2 separate regions of the Gossypium hirsutum genome follow, and region 2 is linked to region 1. Evidence: chromatin contacts called from public Hi-C data. All regions are on one chromosome and are shown on one strand. The core of a region is the stretch at or near the end of the contact, and the rest is flanking DNA. Distances in the headings are between cores, read along the strand shown.

Region 1 (4,732 bases), core at 395-2,894:
ACAAAGATAAAGGAAAAAACCAATCAAAGTCTTGGGGTTCCTTTAGATTTTATTTTCGGCTAGTGAGGAAAAGAAAGCACTCCAATGAAGAAAAATATTGACATTTTGACTTCATAAACATTACAAAAATAATCATTTAAATAGTAATTAGGTTTAGACGCGTGATTGATTTTAATTTCATCATTCCAAGGTTGGATCTTTTTACCGAAATTAATTTGCTGTTTTAAAATATTGTGTACAAAAAGAAAAATCCTGAGTTGATTTTAAATGCATGGCTTATCAAGAAAGATTGACGGAAGTATCTAGTTTTTACGTCGGCCATTTTAACATATGCCATAGCTTATTCATTGTCCCAATATTAATTAAACTGAAACAACAAACAATTAATTGTTCTACTTATTACATTTTTTTTACTAATACTTTTCTTGTTTTTGGTTTCTCACGGAAAGTCCTTTACGACAGAAAACGAAACGAAGCTTCTGATTGAAGTGAGGTTTTTCCCAGCCAGCTACGCTCTCCTGCCCTTTGTGCAAATCACGCTTCTTTTTAAATAATTTCTATTTTTTAATAGGAAAGAAAAGCTGTAATGACACATTAGTTATCTATATTTTTCTTTTAAAGATAATATCTAATATTTAATTGTCGGATAAAAAAGATAATTCCATTTTCTGCACAAAAATTCATGTTGTGATTTTTTCCCCTTTGGTTGTTGTTCACGTGCCTGAAAATGCGTGTGTAGTGATAAAATGGGGAACGGGGTCAATTTCAAGCATGTCACTCGAAACTGACGCCCCAACCGCGTCTTAAATCTTTGTTTCTTTTCTTCTTCGGTTTCCCCTTCACGCATTCTTCATTTTGTTTTAGAAAGGTCAATTTTTTTTTGTCAGCTTATTATACTTAAATGTAAATTTAGTCTTTACATTTAATTTCCCATTTCGAATCGATACATCAACTTTGGTCTCATTTGTAATCTTATACATAAATTTTTGTTTTTTGTAATTTCATTCGTGTAATTTTAATTTTATCTAATTTTTATAAATTACTAAGACAATTATCTATATAACATCGTTTTAACTTTTAACTTTATATATTAAATGCATAAATAATTATATTTATCCACTATAAAAATAATTTGATGTATTTACTTCTTTCCATGTTTACAAGAATCACAATTAAAATTGTGTATATACTCGAACCCCAATCAAAATTTTTTATGTATTATTACACCAAATAAAAGTTTATGTATCATATTGTATATTGAATTAAAGTTTATGTAATTTTGACATTTGTCCATTTACTTTTATAATATCATAAATTAGTATTAATAATTAATTTAATTAACTATTCCAATTGTTATTTTTTCTAAAAGAAATTTCTAAATTCTAGCTGAACATGCCGACATGAAATTTATTATGTTGAAACCTGAAAGAAGAGTTTTTTTTTTTTTTTGAGTCCACATAAATTTTAACTAAAATAGTTAATGATATTAACTATTAGGCTAATTAAGGATATTATAAAGTAGGGATCAAATAATATTAAATTAAAGTGTAGAGACCACATTCCAAATTTGAGTATAGTAGAGGGACTGAAATAATAAATTGACTTTTATAAAAATGACATGGCTGTTCAAGAAATCGCATGGAACACGTAACCGGTCCCATATAGACTACGCTGCCTACCTCTCTTATCTCCCTCTGGTTGGGACGTAAAAACACAACATAACACAAGCCTTGCCTTGTTTCTTCTCTTTTGTCTGCTAAAAGCCTCCTCTCCTGTTACACACATACACACACAGTGAGAGGTAGGTTTGCAGTTGGCAAAAGCTTATGGGAAAGAAGCTTGCTGCATTTCTTGGACGAGGCTTCAAGCCTTCCAAGTTCAAATCACTAGTCACTCTTGCCATTTCTCGTCTTGCTGTTTTCAAGAACCAGCGTCAGATTCGCTGCAACCAAGCTCGTTCCGATGTTGTACAGCTCCTTCAACTTTCCCATCATGATCGGGCTCTTCTTAGAGTAACAATGATTTCATCCATCTTTCTTTTCTGGAAAATATGTTTTTTTTTTCTCATTGGATCTAAATTCTAACCTTGGTTGGGGGGGGGGGGTTGTTTCGACAGGTTGACCAGGTGATCAAGGAGCAAAACATGTTGGACGTCTTTGTTATACTTGAAGGGTATTGTAATCTCGTTATTGAACGACTCCATCTCATTGAGCAGGACAGGTTATGTTTCTCCATCATTTCCTTGTTTTTTCCTTGTCGGGTTTTCAAGTTTCTTGATAATCCTCTCTTTGTGTTCTGTTGCAGAGTGTGCCCTGACGAGCTCAATGAGGCTATAACCGGCTTGCTCTTTGCATCTTCAAGGTGTGGGGATTTTCCCGAGCTTCTAGAGATTCGTGCTGTTTTTACATCTCATTACGGCAAAGAATTCGCTGCTCGTGCAATCGAGCTGCGCAACAATTGTGGAGTGAACGCTAAGGTAAGTCTTGATTTCAACAATATATCTATTAACTTTTATCCTTTCTGCCTAGGGTCAAAAACTAGTATATACCAGAACCTTATTGTTAGATTTAGGTAGCATCTGATATCGAACAGTGTTCCTGAGATTGCATTGTGCTTACTAGTGGTTGCTTTGTGAAGGAAATCTACAGATTTCAGAGTTTTAGTATTGATATTATAAGATCCTAGCAAATCTTGTGAAATGTGAGTGACTTTTTGACTGGCATAATACAGATTCTGCAGTATGCTATAACTTAATTCTTTGGCTTCCACAGATTATACAGAAGCTGTCAACCAGACAACCAGACTTGCAGAGCAGAAGGAATGTGCTCAACCAGATTGCTGCCGAGTACGGCATTGCTTTACAACTCGAGGAAACCACTGATTCCAGCGAGGTATGTAATTTACTATAAGGATCAACTGACTAGAATATAGAAATAACTAATGGCATGCCGGTTATGTTATCAATACAGGGAAATCTGGATGTAAGCAAGAAGCAGGAGACATCAATTAAGGCAAGTCATGATGCAGGAGATGATGATGAGTTCTCTGATTCAATAAAAACAAGGAGAAAATACAGGGATGTAGCTGATGCAGCTCAAGCAGCCTTTGAGTCAGCTGCCTATGCAGCAGCAGCTGCAAGAGCAGCTGTGGAACTCTCTCGGTCTGATTCCTATGATCCTGATGATCAGAATGGTCCCAATACTCGACAGAACACAGTGTCTGACAAACAAGAAGCAAATTCTAAAGATATGGAAAATCATGGTAGTCAAGCAGTGGAGTTGAATCATACCAAGAAGATACCAGAAATCAAGATGTCTAGTCCTTCTTCAAGTGAAGGATCAGCAGAGGAAATCATAGACCTTAGGACAATGTCATTCAATGAAGTGGACCCACTCAAGCTATTGGAGAAGGAAGTGGTTATTTATGAGAGTGATGATGATAAATATGATTCCCGTGGTTCAAGTTTTGATTTGAATGCAAGGAAGCTTAAAGGCAAGGTCCTAAATACAGATAATGGTGGTGAGCACTCAGAAAAGAAACTTGACTGATATTTCCTTCAAGCTTTCATGTTGGCTTGAAGGTGGAGACTCGACCTGAAAACCCACTGCACACATGGATGAAAGGTAAACGACACTTTACCATAAATAAGGGGATGTTTTCTTCGAGGACTTGGACCAAGTGACAGGATATTGAGGAGCGCGAATAAATTAAATGTTTGTAAGTTCCATGGAGTTGCAAATATAGCTTTAGTTCAGTGTATAAGTTGGTTTTGGTCTTTGATATTTCTTTTGTTATTTTTAATCAGATGTAAACTTAATGTAAAATATTTTAGAATGATTCTTTTGTGAAGCCTAATTATTTTGTTATACTATACCAAGTTCCTATAGAAAATACTACATACAATCTAAACAAGGAATATCATCAGAAAAGATAATGGATTAAGACTTAAGATTTTGAAAAGATAATGGATTAAGACTTAAGATTTTTCATACTTACAAACTGTGATCAAATAGGCTGCTCATAGAATAATATGCTTTGGCTTGTAATATTAATAACCAAAGGTTATTAGTCTATAAAACCTAGCTTTACATAAATGACCTAACAATAACATAGGCATGTAACGTGCATTTAAAAGAGGAACTCTGTGGGATCCAGAAGTAACGGTTTAGACCTCTAACAAGGATGAAGAAACTACAAATATCTGAACATATTATCTCTAGAGAAATACCAAAATCTGAGTCTGAGTTGATGACCAAGTATGTACCGCTTCACGTTAAGTTACTGACCTCTGGCCCGCTTCTTCCCATGCTGAAGGAGCTCAGAGACTGATTGTAAATTCACACCAACATCTTCATCATATTCAATTCCCAGTTCCTCCTGCAAACACAAGCCAATGTCAGATAACTTTTATGGTGCAAAATGTGGATTACTGCTAAAAGAATGGAGCTTTGGAACCTTGAACTCCTTTAGATCCTTAGGTGAGTTCTCCGTGATAGCATCCCATAGATCCTTGAACATCCTTTTCCGTCTTCTCCACAGGCTTATTTTCTCAGAATACATGGCTTCAACTGCCTTTTTTTCCTCTGGCCTAACCAGAGTTACTCCTCCACGCAATTTAACTAATTTGTCCTCCATTTCCTTAACCTGATGCATAACAAACAATGTCAAAATTATTTCTCACTTACTTCGGCAGAAACATCTGCAACCAGTTTTGATAAAGAGGAATGAAAAG
Region 2 (4,856 bases), core at 2,248-4,747, 950 kb before region 1:
TCTCTCCATTGCTGTTGACTTTTGATTATATCTAACCGCTTTGGTTATCTAAATTGAAAGGAATGATGAGAAGATACTAAATGTTCTGGACATTCCTTGCAGGTCGAAGATCTTACATGCAAATCCCAACATCTTGAAGCTGAGCTTGAAAATACGTCAAGGCGATTAAAGGAGGTCACTGCAATAGCAGAAAATGAAGTTGAAAAATGCAAAGCAGCGGAGGAAGCTATTAAGTCTCTTACTGCTCAGGTTTGGAGGAAGATTGCTATTTCTTGTTCTGCAACTGCAGGCCCCTAACTTTATTATTTTCTGATATTGTTTATGCTCAACTGATCTTGCAGTTGGAGGAGGCGGCTAACAGACTTCCAACATGCCATAATGCCGGCAATACCAGTCCTATGGCCAAACACAGTTCAGATATTGAACATGTGTTCTCCAGTAGCAGCCATGCAAGCAGCATGATGTCGTCTGCACCAAGTAACGATAAGTGCAATGCAAACAACCTATCCACATCTCACGGAACCAAAGTACAAACTAAAAAGTCAGAGACGGTAATACACGATGAGCCAGGAGTGTACATAACTTTATCACCCTTTCCCGATGGAAGTAATGCACTCAAGCGTGTTCGCTTTAGGTATGTATTCATGATCCTCCATTTGAAGTCAACACAATTGAACCATTACTAAACCTTCTAGTATAACCACACTTAAATATGCATTTTGCTTCAGTAATCTCACACCCATTCATTGTGCTGACAATTGTGGTATTTCATTTTTCTTTTGGGTAATGATCAAGTTATGGTTGTTGCCTTAATAATATCATCGACTGACAAGCTTAAATTGAAGTAAAAAGTTGTCATTAAGTTCCAAAAGCATTTATATATACAAGGTTGTCATGCAGTATTCAAGGTATAAATTTGAAACTTTGGTCTAATTGTACTGAAGGATTTTATGCTCTTTTCTGCAGTCGGAAGCATTTCACAGAAGAACAAGCAGAAAAATGGTGGGCTGAAAATGGGGCTAAAGTATGTGAACGGCATAATATCATTCGTGCATATTAGTTTTGGAGCTTGAATGCTGTCGGTTTCTCTTGAAGAAGACTGGCTTGTGTATAAGAAATTTGCAGGTAGAGTGAGAAATATATATTAAGATTGTAGGCAAGAAAGTGAAAGGATTTAAGAATTGCATTGTGAGGAATCCCTAGTAACTTTTGCTGCTTTTTTTTTCTTGGATCCTAAGGTTTCTAATAGATATTTTCTTTGGAGCGTTTTGTTACCTTTTTTTGTACACTAAGTGAAAGAAAAATTCAGAGAAGCTCTACATTTCTTTCATTTATGAACTCCATCTTATAAGCCCTTCAATTGATTATATCTCTAATCTCTAAACAAGTGGAATTCATATGGGAATAAACATAGGATAAAGAACCTTTCAAGCATCTAAAAGAAGCTGCATTTTCCTGCAATGCACTTGATCCTATATCTATTTGAAAATAAATAAATAAATGGAGGGAAAAAAGAAAAAACTGATCTTGTTAGACATACTGAGTAATCTGCAGGTTGATTGTGTGAAGTTTGTTAGGAATTAAGATCAAACCCTTCATTGTCCATTTCAATTATGCTATATCCAGCTTCCTTAAGCATCTTATCCTCCTTTCCAACTGACCTAATCCCAGCCCTTTTGAGCATTTCTTTTTCCATTGCCTGCATCCTGGTTTGATCCTGCAACCTTCCAGCAATAGCATATGTACTAGAAAGAAGGATTGAATCCGTTGGATGTTGATTATAAGATCCCACCAATACACCCTTCACACATTCCCCCAACTCAACGTTCCCGTATACTCGGCAAGCTGAAAGCAGTGCACGCCATGCAGTAGCATCGCCTTTAATGGGCAAGCTTTTGATTAAATCATGTGCTTCTTCTAGCAATCCAGCACGGCCAAAAAGATCAATGATACATCCATAGTGTTCGACTTTCGGCAAGATACCATATTGTATCATCTTCTCAAAGCAACTTGTCCCCTCTGTGATTAGCCCTCCATGACTGCAGGCACTCAAAACTGTTAAGAAGGTGACTTCATTAGGTCTAAAGCCTTCTTCCTCCATTTGATAAAATAACCTAATGGCATCTTGGGCAAAACCATGCACTCCGTAACCTGAAATCATCGCAGTCCAAGATTTTACATCTTTGCTCTCCATCCTATGAAACACATCAACGGCCTTGTTTAAAACACCGCATTTTGCATACATATCGACGAGAGCCGTCCCGATAACCGCATCCAGTGGCATTCCTTCCTCTTCCACATAATTACCTATGCAGAGTCCTATATTTATAGCTCCGGAGGCAGCACAAGCTGAAAGCAAAGATACCAATGTAGTCGAATTAGGCTTTACTTGCATAACTTTCATGAGACGTAGTAAAGCTAAAGACTCTTCAAGCAGGCCATTTTCAGCATACTTGCTGATCATACAATTCCAGAGTACAACATCCTTTGCTACAACATCATCGAAAGCCCTACGCCCTAAATAAACATTCCCAGTTTTCGCATACATATCGGTTAAAGCAGATACCAGATTAGAGTCAAAACAAAACCCAAGTTTCAAACAATGCCCGTGAATTGACTCTCCCCCAAGTGAATCCCGTACTTCACCCATAGTCAATAGAACAGTCAAAAACGTAGTGACACTCATTGTCAAACAATTCCAACGCATTTGTCTGAACAAACCTATGACAGTATCAGGTTTAGAAACATCAAGATACCCACCCATCAAAGTGTTCCACGAAACGACATCGTTCCTTTCAGGACTTTCATCGAACAAGTTATGAGCATCGAACATTCTTCCACATACACTGTAAACATGCAAAAGGGTATTCTTAACATTGATGAAAAACAAATGCCCAGATCTCAAAGCCAACCCATGAATCATTTGACCGTTAAAAATTGCCAACTCACGGCCACATGCTTTAAGCGTAGTAATGAAAGAGAACTGGTCCAGAAAAATCCCATCTTTAGCCCTCAAGTTATTGAAAACACTAAAAGCTTGTTTTGGGTTATTGCTAATGGAAAAGCCTCTAAGGATGCAATTGTACATGAAGAGATTTGGGTTGTCAATTTGCTTGAAGACGGAGGCTGCATATTTTATATCTTGCAGTGAAGAAGAAAGAAGAAGCTTGCTTATTATGAAAGGGTCATTATCAAGTCCAGTTTTAATGATACAGCCATGAATTTGAGAGATTTCAGTAATTTGCTTGCATGATTTTAATATGGAAACGATGGTTGAAGGATTTGGGCCAAAGTTTGAAGGTTTGAATAGCATCGGCTAAGTTCGTTAGACAGTTTTTTTTTTTTTTTCGAACGACAGGTTCACTGCTTCAGGGTTCTTTGGCAGACAACTTTTCCATAGTTACCATGTTACGGTGTTGTTGACTTGCATTCATGAGCTGGGCTTAGGCCCAAGTCCAAGCCTGGCCATCTTAGCCGACAATCGATTGGTTTATTAATGCAAACGAGAGATTGGTTTGTCGGCATAGACAATCAATCTGTCCTTGTTTGATAACCAAGAGACAATTGATTTAAAATTACTCTCTAACCAATAAACAATCTTATAACTGAACGCCCAATATTTAACTTACTGATTATATTAAAAATTAAAAAGACTTAATTCTAACTAACAAACTCATCTCAACGGGATTTATTAAGCTATATCGCACATCCACACCACGTAATCATAAACTATGACATAAACAATTTATGCAGTTTGTCACTAGTATTAGAATAAAATAAACAATTATAAATTTATTTAGTCTAATTGATAAGAAAATCGTTCTAAATATCAAATACTAGCTAGATATTTAACAAATTTAAACACTTGTAATTATAACAAAAGATGTGTGAATATTAAAGAATAAAAAGGGATTAAAGCCTAAATTAAGTCTCATAAATTTATTAAATCAAACTTTTAACTAACCTTTAACTAGAAAAGGGAGTTTAGGAAGCCATATAGTTAGAAAAATGCAATAAACAGAAGATACTATAAAGTAAGAAAAACTAGCAAAAACCCTAACTCCCTCAAAAAATATAACATTTATATTGTCTAATTAACCTAAGATAAGTTACAGAAGCTTGCTTGGGATCATAAAACTCTTAAAAGACCAAAATGCCCTCTAAACTCGAATAGAATGTGGAGGATTTCATCAAGGCAGTAGAGCCTATGTTGGGTAGCCAAGGGTATGACGCTGGGGCGCATGGGATACAAAGATGGGGGCTCGACTGGTCGCATGCTGTGGCGTCGATGTGTGGCGTTGGAGTGTCGATTCTTGCGTGTTGGGGTGCCATGCTCGGTAAAGGGCATTAGGCTCTCTCGAGTCACTTGGTTTCAGCTACGCCTCATCCCATTTGTCTCTTATCCTCGTTTTAACTTCTAATCAACTTCAAAACTGAGCCTTAAGCTTCTATAAATCTGGTTCAAGTCTCTAATTAAATATCAACTATTGAAATCTTATAAAAATAAAGCACAATTAAACATAAAAAAAAGGCGAAACATGTACAATGATAAGTGATATTTCATTTAAAAATCGAACAAAATATTAAACATAAGAATCTAAAATATATGAAATATGAACACTCGTTGTTACCAATGGGAAAGATTGAGTGTTTGGCATGCGAATACATTTTGGAAGCAGCTTGCAATGGAACAAAACAACAATATTGATATTTTGAAATTTTGCATACTAAGTTTACACACATTTGACTCCTGACATTAAACACAATAAAGAATTTTAAGTTAGTCCAGCACATGGGAGTGCATGTGATAAATAAATTGAAATATTCCTCAAACAAAAAATGAAGTTTCATCATTT

The links. Hi-C and Micro-C count contacts between places; a contact is called where the count stands out from the background.
Region 2: a contact with region 1 is called in a Hi-C map of leaf, with 2.0 times the contacts expected there. The contact joins the promoter of LOC107920479 here to the promoter of LOC107920455 in region 1. A contact is called at or near these places in 3 of 34 Hi-C or Micro-C datasets (all in leaf).

Annotation. Positions count from the first base shown.
Region 1 is chrD13:11,961,471-11,966,202 of Gossypium_hirsutum_v2.1, reverse strand. It overlaps LOC107920455, which reads left to right and starts at 1,644. Exons shown (of 5, transcript XM_016850187.2): 1 at 1,644-2,012; 2 at 2,117-2,220; 3 at 2,305-2,476; 4 at 2,772-2,891; 5 at 2,970-3,855. The coding sequence starts at 1,827. The coding sequence ends at 3,548. LOC107920456 (homologous-pairing protein 2 homolog) reads right to left here. Exons shown (of 6, transcript XM_016850188.2): 5 at 4,456-4,644; 6 at 3,952-4,377. The coding sequence ends at 4,279.
Region 2 is chrD13:12,909,582-12,914,437 of Gossypium_hirsutum_v2.1, reverse strand. LOC107920479 (pentatricopeptide repeat-containing protein At1g26900, mitochondrial) reads right to left here and starts at 3,497. Exons shown (of 1, transcript XM_016850213.2): 1 at 1,294-3,497. The coding sequence starts at 3,313. The coding sequence ends at 1,574. It overlaps LOC107920477 (PH, RCC1 and FYVE domains-containing protein 1), which reads left to right. Exons shown (of 9, transcript XM_016850212.2): 7 at 103-249; 8 at 342-634; 9 at 967-1,330. The coding sequence ends at 1,060.